2 separate regions of the Zea mays genome follow, and region 1 is linked to region 2. A link is a contact called in public Hi-C data. All regions are on one chromosome and are shown on one strand. Each heading gives the region's core, a stretch centred on a gene start, on an enhancer-like site or on the middle of the called end of the contact. The rest is flanking DNA. Distances are from core to core; before and after follow the strand shown. Region 1 holds the start of LOC100303875 (Hydrophobic protein RCI2B). Region 2 holds the start of LOC103647645 (putative E3 ubiquitin-protein ligase RF298).

The links. A called contact is a pair of places that touch in the nucleus more often than the background predicts.
Region 1: a contact with region 2 is called in a Hi-C map of tassel, with 2.5 times the contacts expected there. The contact joins the promoter of LOC100303875 here to the promoter of LOC103647645 in region 2. A contact is called at or near these places in 2 of 25 Hi-C or Micro-C datasets (ear and tassel).

Annotation. Positions count from the first base shown.
Region 1 is chr2:205,002,847-205,007,999 of Zm-B73-REFERENCE-NAM-5.0, forward strand. LOC100303875 (Hydrophobic protein RCI2B) reads left to right here and starts at 3,715. Exons shown (of 2, transcript NM_001320456.1): 1 at 3,715-3,844; 2 at 4,483-4,822. The coding sequence starts at 3,752. The coding sequence ends at 4,608.
Region 2 is chr2:204,447,970-204,452,968 of Zm-B73-REFERENCE-NAM-5.0, forward strand. LOC103647645 (putative E3 ubiquitin-protein ligase RF298) reads right to left here and starts at 1,605. Exons shown (of 3, transcript XM_008672149.2): 1 at 1,312-1,605; 2 at 1-1,142. The coding sequence starts at 1,020.

The DNA.
Region 1 (5,153 bases), core at 2,465-4,964, 560 kb after region 2:
GGAATCCCTTTTCAAGGAAGACTCCCCCACTCGTGCCCCAGGAAATCTCGTCCGACGCGCACCTAGTGCCCAAGCGACCCAGTCACTAACATGGGGGCCCAAGCCCACAAGTCAGGCAGCTGGTGTGCCGGTCTCCGAGTGCAAAAAAGGCGAACCGCCGCATACCGCCTCGAGGCCACTGCGGAGAGATATTTATTAACCAAGGCGGCGGCAACGAGGCGCCCCGCGCGTGGCCCGATGGAACCGCCAGACGTGGGGCCGTGGGTCAGTCAGCCGCGGGGACAGATGTGGCAGTTGATGTGACCGAGGGCAGACTGACAGCGCGTGTGTCACCAGATGCGCTGAGTTAATGCGGCGCGCGCTGAGATGGTGCCCCAGTCACCGGTCATGCCATGTTGACACGAAGTACAAGTTTTGGCCCCACCTGCAGGCTCGCATCCTCCCCTGAGGTGGGCCCGGGGGCCACTGTCGGTACCCTAAAACTAGGGTACCCCCTGCTACTGTACAAAGACGAAGAACCCACGCGGCTATCCCTTAGTTGTGTGGTAGAAGTACTGTGTGTGGGACCAAGACACGGCTCGCCCCAATCACAGGCGGCTATTCTGGGTCCACAGCAGCGCCCGACTCCACCACGTGGGTGGGTCCGAAGCCGCCACGTGTCCAGAGAAGGTGGTATACTCCAAGGCGTCAACAGTGGTCCGCACCCCCACGGGAGAGCGCCGGACCCCCGGATATACAGTCTGGACCCCCAAGGTTGGTCTCGGACCCCCGAATATACAGTCCGGGCCCCCAAGGTTGGTCCAAGACCTCCACGTGTGCAAGCCGGACCCCCCCCCGGTATGGGGTCCGGGCCGCCCACAGAGGGGTCCCAAGATCCCAGGACAGAGCATACCCGGACCTTGAACAGGACCCAGGCGGGGGTCCGGTACCGACACGTGTCCAAACCTAGTCTGGTGCGGACCTCTCCGCACACGCTTCTGCTCCCCGCCCAGACGGAGACCCGATGCTGCCACGTGGCCTACTGCGCATGATGTAAGCTAGCAGGTCGTGCCTGACGTAAGGCCTCCGGGTTACGTGGCCCCTGCATTTATTGCGGATAAGGCGCGCCGCCTGACCATTCCGCTGACAGGCGAGGTGTCCCCTCGGCATTTAATGAGGCCTGTCCGTTCTGCTGTCAGGCAGCGACCTATTCATTCCACTGGCAAGCAGTGTGCCACCTCAGCATTTAATGAGACCTATCCATTCCGCTGGCAGGCGGCATGCCTGTCCATTCCATTGGCAGGCGGCACGCCCATGCTGTCACATGCACTATACTCATCATCACTCATACGCACCAAGGAAGCTACCGTTGTGTATCAACACTGCGCGGGCTGCGGATATCTGGGGCCAGAAGATCTCTCAGGTGTCACCTGCATTAGTTGCTCCATGTATTTCTTCCATTATGTCCCTGAGCCCACATGTCGGGGCTCAGCAACCTTGTATGTGCCTCCCTTGGGCTATAAAAGGGAAGGCACACAACGTTACAAGGCAGACCAACTTAGACTCTCATACTCAATACTACACACAGTGGAGTAGGGTTTTACGCTCCGGCGGCCTGAACCACTCTAAAACTCTTGTGTGCTCTCGTGCTTTCATCGACCATCTAGCAGACAGGCAAAACGCTTAGGCCCCCTCCTCATCTTAGGATTTAGGGCGGGTGCGTTCCGCCACCTGGCTAGAGATTTCCTCTTCGACACATACCCCCTATGATATTTTGCATTTGCTCTCGTTGTTCATCTACATAATTCTTAAGAGATTGCAGTTCGTTTGTATTACTTACATTGGGGATATCTGATGTGAGTCGGAGCGAAGCCGGATCCGCCGGCCGCTGTCGGACGACCTTGTTGTTCCTGTCCACTTTGAAGTTAGCCAAGAACTTTGTTTTTGCCTCCTAGATCATCCGCTCTTTGTGCTCCTCGAACTGAAGCTGTTCGTCGGCCGGCAAGGTTTCCCAAGTCGGCTCTATAATGTTGCTGTGGGAGACTTCAGAGCTATCCCTTGAACCGGCCATTGAGGGTCGATTTGATGGGTCTAGATATGTGGTCCCCAGCGAAGTCGCCAAAAAGTGTGTTGACACCTTTTGGGGCGCCAAACACTTCAACAAGAACCAGCGGCGGTGCTCTCTGGTCAGGCGCTATCGCGAGGCTAGGGTTCCCTGCCTGACGGCCGGACGGTCCGCGCGTACGCAGGGGCGACAGAGGATCGTCGGCGGCATCTGGATCTCGCTCCCAGGAGGGACCCCATCGGGGAGGAGAGATCCTAGGTGATGTTTAGGCTCGGGTAGACCGACCTAGACTCCTCTAATCGACGTGAAGTCGAAGAGAAGCGGAGGATTTGGGGATTGGAAGACTAAACCTAAATTAGACTAGAACTATTCATAGGATAAAATGTAAATTATATTGATTGAAGGTTCGATTGATGATTACAAATCGGCCGTATGCCTCTCTATTTATAGAGGAGGGGGCTGGACCCTTTACAAACTAATTTCCGAGCTTATCCCGAGATTCTCGCCAACAAACATAGCAAGAAACTCGGAACCCTAATCTGTTCTGCGCTTGCGCGGACCGTCCGGCCTCTTATTTTGGTGCCCAACACAAGGAAAGCGAGAAATCAAATATGCATAAAAGGAAAAGAGGAATAAGAGGAAGCAAGCACTATTTCTGAAATAAGTAAAACAAGACGAGGTCGCCCTGTTAGATGAAGGTTTAATTATGATATAATGAACTGTAGCAAAGGAGGATTTGTAACCGAGATAAAGACGTGCTGGTATTGTTGAGAGACGGACTTTCTCAGGGTGCCCTGAATGAACTGACACGAAGACTCAAAACTGAACACGGTTCGAAAATTCTCACCTTGCCTGCATCCTACCTGATGGCGAGGATCATGTCCATTCCCACAAAGCGCTTGACTCGTTCATTAGACTGACTGGACGCAGTATGAGCTAGGTGCACCCAACTGACTCACACAAACCTGTTTCAATTGTCCATGAGTCAATAACTAAAATAATCTCTCTTCTGGCTGTGTGTTCCTACGTAACAGAGGCCGGAAGATGTGTTTTCAAAAACTTACAACTCATTGTATAAACTTAAAATTAATATATCCCCCATTTCAAAAAAAAAACTCCCTTTTTCCAAACGAGCCCCGGATAGCTTATTAACATAGTCTTAGCTTTACGATGCAACTGCCAACTGCCTGTGAAAGTTATTAAAGTAAAAAAAAAAGAGAGTGATGGAGATACGAAGTTGAGCTATGATAAGTAGAAAACCTAATATATAATACTCTACGGAGTATCAAAATGCTTCGTCACTGCCTTTCTAATTTCCACTAGAAAAAAACGAGATGGATTAGGACGGAGGGGAAGGAAAACGACGGATCGTGTTTGACTCGACATCTACAATCACGGTCCGTGACGGGCCATGGAGTGTTCCGCGGCCCACCACCGGTGGACAGACACGTGCCGGGACACTGGAGAGTTCCGCGGTGCGCACGGCACGAGACCCCGCGTGTCCGGCTGTCCGCCTCGCTGTTTCCCTACCCGAGCCCGACCGGTAAAGACGTAAAGTGAAACGGAGACGAAACCCGCTCGCGTTTTCTTCTTTCAGAAAACGAAATCCACTCAGGAGCGAGGAAAGAGGGACAGAGGAGGGATAGATCCCCGGGCTCCACGCCTCCACAACCATCCGTCCCGATCCCGACCAGCTTTGAGATCGCGATGGCGGACGGCCGCTGCTGCACCTTCCTGGAGATCCTCTTCGCCATCATCCTCCCGCCCCTCGGCGTCTTCCTCCGATTCGGCTGCTGCAGAGTAAGCCCCCCTTCCCTTCCTTCCCTTCGCCACCGGTCACCCCATGATCCGATGATGCTCCGTGCGCACGCCTCTTGGCGCGGACCTGCTCGTTGATTCCTAGCTAGTTGATTTCACGGCCCGTTTGCCCCCGCGAGCCTGCCTAGCTTCGGGCTAGGTTTCAGTAGGCGGATTGTTCGGCTCCAAGCGTATTCGGACCGTGCTTGGTCTGAATTCCAAAATATAGGGGCGTCAAACGATGAACTGCCTCTGAATCTTATGCCGTGCCCTCGTAGATCCCTGCATAAACTGTAGTACCTGATCTGCTTCGTTCCCGTGTTGGCCATTTGACTAGGTCATAAATTCATGTTTGATGTTTCCGTAGCCCTCAGAAGCCCATTACGTTGATGTGATGTGACAGTGATGCTCTGTTATAGGACAAGCCAGCAGCATCCATTTCGCAACCACAATTTTTCTCCTGATGGGAAGGAGTGGGTAAATCAGACAACTAATTTGACTAATCTGAACCATGAATGAAACTCAGCGTGGGATGGAGCAGTGACATATACAATTGTCTGTTTTTGTCGTGGTAACTCTGTTGATGACATTTTACTATCCCTGGAACATACTGACGGTACGCTTTCTTGTCTTCTTAACAGATAGAGTTCTGCATCTGCCTGCTGCTCACAATCCTTGGCTACGTCCCCGGAATCATCTACGCGATCTATGTCCTTGTTGCTCTCGACTCTGACCAGCACGAGAGGGAATACTACACCCTTGCTTAGAGCATCTGGTTGTGCCAGGCGGGCCTGCACAGTTGAGTCGAAATCAGTATTTTTTTTCTCATGTGGATTGTCTGACATGGCATAAGCGGCAATGGGTAACCAAGTGTTGTGGTCTATATCTCTGTTACCCAACTTGTGAGCTCTCTTTATTGTGCTCCAGTTATTCAATCTGTAATTGTGATACTACAAGAGAATAAGATGCGCATGTATCTCTGAGAGCAACTGTGATTTATGATTGGTGCTACCTTGGGCTCAAAAACATGTGAACAGTCGTTCTATGAAATGCGATGTGTACACACATGTTCTTTGAAATCTCCTGCAGACCAAAAGGGGATACTGCCAGATGTATCGTGCAGTAATTTTGACGTATGTTGCTCTGGGCCACTTCTTTCTTACACACAGAATAGAACTGATATAAATTGTGCCCCTTGACGAGCAGCTGGTAAACACCTTCATGCTGACGATGGTTCAGTGTGCAGGCAGTAAAATATGTACTCCCTCAATTTCTTTTTAGTTGTCGCTGGATAGTTACTATCCAGCGACAA
Region 2 (4,999 bases), core at 355-2,854:
TGTCGCAGCAGCAACAAATGGTTGGTCCTCTGAATGATCACATATAGGAACATGGTGTTTTTTTGGCTCAATATTCGGGATGACACACTGAGTCTTGTCCGATACCGAGGGTTCGGTATTTGATACATTCGGGCTTGCTTGTGCCGTTGATGAATCAGCTTTTATAGCACCATACGAGCCAGGTGGCACTGGGGTAAGTTTTCCACGGAAAGTAACGCCAGTCTGCGGGTTGGTAATAGAAACTGACAAATTTGAACCTGAACCGGGTTCGTAGTTTCCCGCGACTGGTTGGGCAATAACTTGAGCAGACACAGCTGGGAGGGAGAAACTGTTATAGTCCATGGCACATGCATTTGCCACATTCATATCCGACATAAGCAAGCAATACATTACATCGCCTGGGGTGTTGAATGGCTGAGCCTCAGTTACCAACGTAACCATACTGCCAAGCACAGCCTCCTCAATCTTCCTCATGTCTTCAACAGAGGCACCCTCCCTTGGCAACATGTCCCCTTCCGTCTTGAGAACCTCAACCGCCGCCTCTCCAAACCCAGCAAGGCTCTCCCTCCAGTCGTATTGCGCAGCTGTCCGCATAATAGCAGCACGTGCGGCCGCCTCAGAGTAGCCCATTGTGGTGATCAGACTCACACTATTGTCAAAGGTGGTGTCCAGACTCTTGAGAAGGATCTCCTCCAGCTGCATCTCATTTGGGTCACCCCAATTCACATATCGCTGGCACTCCAACAAGTCCTCCGCAGTAGGGTGGAGATCCTTGCAGTTTTCGCACGAGTTCTGGAGGAGGTCAAGGCTGACACCCTCAGCGGCGGCTACCGCGGCTGCCATGGCAACCTTCTCGGGCGACATAAACTCGAATCCCACGCAGTCCGTCGTCAGTGGGTACTCCAGCCCGAATGGGCCCAACTCCGTGGATGGTGTCTCGGCACGGTACTTTCGCTTATTCCGGCTGGCGGCCTTCTCTTGCGCCGCCGATGGCGGCGGCGGGGTCGCGATAGTAGACATCAAGGACGCGGCCCTTTTTCCCCCAAACGCAGAAGCGATGCGATGCAAACGAAAATAAGGATAAGTTCTTCACGGACGGATTGAACTGACAAGGTTGCCACGCGCATTATCAAGGAAAAAACCTGGAAAATTCAGAAAAGGGTATTGTAAGAATCGTGAAGCTTGGACGAATCAACAAACAACCAACGAAAAACTCCTATGCGCTGAGTCGTAAGATCAGATGGTCACGACGCCTTAATCCGATCTGGTACAGCCCGACGAGAGAATCAGGTGACGGATCGACACACGTACCGGATTGGATCGGACGGGATCGAGGCGGTGGCGGCGGCGGCTGGTGATCAGGGGATGGGCGATAAGCGTATGGCGAGATGGGGGTGAAGGGGAGGCGGAGGAAGAAGGGCTCTGATGTCTGATGAGAGGGGGAGGAGAGATGACTAGACGAGGAGGAGGACTGCAGGAGGCGTGCCTCGCTATGTAGGCCTCGCCGAGTCACACGAGTCACTCGCCAATCGCCACCACCAGCCAGACCTGGGAGAAACTGGGCTGGGTTCGGTAAAATCTCTATCCATTTCAGGCCCCAGCCGCATTCCGATATGAGGCTCAACCCTGTAAAGATATGGGCCCCTGTACGATGAATGACTATCCCAGTGATTGCAGCCATCGTGTTGTGTTATATTTCCATACCAAAGTTAGCCCTCCAAATCCCCAATCCGAATAGGCATCTGTTAGATGATGTATAATGTTTTGCTTACTTTTTTTACTTAACTTATTGTAGGATTTCCTACAGTATTTTTATTTTAGAGCAAGAATTTACAGAGCAAGGGGAGTAAGGGGGTTAGTTTACAATGCTTGTAACCAGGTTATAATGTCTTATGTTAACTGATCTCTCATTTTATATGTGATAAGGAGCAACTCCTTTTTGAACATATCTTTGCATAATTGTGTTGTTGGAGGGATACTGAAAGGGAATTAGGCTTACACCTAGTCCCTAATTAATTTTGGTGGTTGAATTGCCCAACACAAATATTTGAACTAACTAGTTTGCTCTAGTGCATAAGTTATACAGCTGCTAAAGGTTCACACTTAGCCAATAAAAAGACAAAGTATTGGGTTCAACCAAAGAGCAAAGGGACAACCGAAGGCATCTCTGGTCTGGCGCACCGGACTGTCCGGTGTGCCACCGGACATGTCCGGTGCACCAGAGGACTCAAACTTCGAACTCGTCACCTTCGGGAATTTCCAGAGGCGACTCCGCTATAATTCACCGGACTGTCCGGTGTACACCGGACATGTCCGGTGCTCCAAGGAAGAGCGGCCTCCGGAACTCGCCAGCCTCGGGAATTTATTGAAGCTGCTCCGCTATAATTCACCGGACTGTCCGGTGTACACCGGACTGTCCGGTGTAACAGCGGGGCAACGGCTATTTCGGCGCCAACGGCTACCTGCGACGCATTAAATGCGCGCGCTGCGCGCGCAGTGGTCAAACACGCCCATGCTGGCGCACCGGACAATCTACAGCGCATGTCCGGTGCGCCACCGGACATCATGGCGGGCCCAGAGGTCAGAGCTCCAACGGTCGGAACCCAACGTCTTTGGTGACGTGGCTGTCGCACCGGACATGTCCGGTGCGCCATCGAACAGACAGCCTCACCAAAACGGCTAGTTTGGTGGTTGGGGCTATAAATACCCTCAACCACCCACCATTCATCGCATCCAAGTTTTCCACTTCCCAACTACTTACAAGAGCTCTAGCATTCAATTCTAGACACACTCAAGAGATCAAATCCTCTCCAAATTCCACATAACGTCCTAGTGATTAGAGAGAGAGATTTGCTTGTGTTCTTTCGAGCTCTTGCGCTTGGATTGCTTTCTTCTTTCTTGATTCTTTCATTGCGATCAAACTCACTTGTAATTGAGGCAAGAGACACCAATCTTGTGGTGGTCCTTGTGGGAACTTTGTGTTCCAAGTGATTGAGAAGAGAAAGCTCACTCGGTCCGAGGGACCGTTTGAGAGAGGGTAAGGGTTGAAAGAGACCCGGCCTTTGTGGCCTCCTCAACGGGGAGTAGGTTTGCAAAAACCGAACCTCGGTAAAACAAATTCGCGTGTCTCACTTCATTACTTGCTTGCGATTTGTTTTGCACCCTCTCTCGCGGACTCGATTATATTTCTAACACTAACCCGACGTGTAGTTGTGATTATTTTTGAGAATTTCAGTTTCACCCTATTCACCCCCCCTCTAGGCGACTTTCAATTGGTATCGGAGCCCGGTGCTTCATTAGAGCCTAACCGCTCGAAGTGATGTCGGGAGATCACACCAAGAGGGAGATGGAGACCGGCGACAAGCCCACTACAAGCCAAGGGAGCACTTCATCGGAAGAGTCCCGCACCAAGAGGAAGGAAAAGAAGAAGGACTCCTCCAAACGGAAGGAGAAAAGATCTTCCTCTTCTCACCACAAAGAGAAGAAGGAAAAATTTTCTTCTCACAAGTCGCATCGGAAAGGCGACAAGCACAAGAGGATGAGGAAAGTGGTCTACTACGAGACCGACACTTCATCAACATCGACCTCCGACTCCGATGCGCCGTCCATAACTTCTAAGCGCCAAGAGCGCAAGAAGTTTAGTAAGATCCCCCTACACTATCCTCGTACATCTAGATCTACTCCATTACTTTCCGTTCCATTAGGCAAACCGCCAACCTTTGAGGCGAAGACTATGCTAGGTGGAGTGATTTAATGAAATTTCATCTAACCTCACTCCACAAAAGTATATGGAATGTTGTTGAGTTTGGAGCACAGGTACCATCCGTAGGGGATGAAGACTATGATACGGACGAAGTGGCCCAAATCGAGCACTTCAACTCCCAAGCCACAACCATACTCCTTGCCTCTCTAAGCAAGGAGGAATACAACAAGGTGCAAGGGTTGAAGAATGCAAAGGAGATTTGGGACCTTCTCAAGACCGCACACGAGGGTGATGAACTCACCAAGATCACCAAGCGGGAAACGATCGAGGGGAGCTCGGTCGTTTTCGTCTTCGCCAAGGGGAGGAGCCACAAGATATGTACAACCGGCTCAAAACCTTGGTGAACCAAGTACGCAACCTCGGGAGCAAGAAGTGGGATGACCACGAGGTGGTTAAGGTTATTCTAAGATCTCTCATTTTCCTTAACCCCACTCAAGTTCAATTAATTCGTGGTAATCCTAGATACACACTAATGACCCCCGAGGAAGTTATCGGGAATTTTGTGAGCTTTGAATGTATGATCAAGGGCTCAAAGAAGATCAACGAGCTTGACGAACCCTCCACGTCCGAAGCACAACCGGTGGCATTTAAGGCAACGGAGGAGAAGAAGGAGGAGTCTACACCAAGTAGACAACCAATTGACGCCTCCAAGCTCGACAATGAGGAAATGACTTTAATCATCAAAAGCTTTCGCCAAATCCTCAAGCAATGGAGGGGGAAGGACTACAAACCCCGCTCCAAGAAAGTGTGCTACAAATGTGGTAAGCCCGGTCATTTTATTGCAAAATGTCCTATATCTAGTGACAGTGACAGGGGCGACGACAAGAAGGGAAAGAGGAGAGAAAAGAAGAAGTACTACAAGAAGAAGGGCGGCGATGCCCATGTTTGCCGGGAGTGGGACTCCGACGAGAGCTCCACCGAGTCCTCCTCCGACGAGGACGCCGCCAACATCGCCGTCACCAAGGGACTCCTCTTCCCCAACGTCGGCCACAAGTGCCTCATGGCAAAGGACGGCAAAAGGAAGAAGGTTAAATCTAAATCCTCCACTAAATATGAATCCTCTAGTGATGATAATGCTAGTGATGAGGAAAATAATTTGCGTACCCTTTTTGCCGACCTAAACATGCAACAAAAAGAAAAATTAAATGAATTGATTAGTGCTATTCATGAGAAGGATGATCTCTTGGACTCTCAAGAGGACTTCCTTATTAAGGAAAACAAAACGCATGTTAAGGT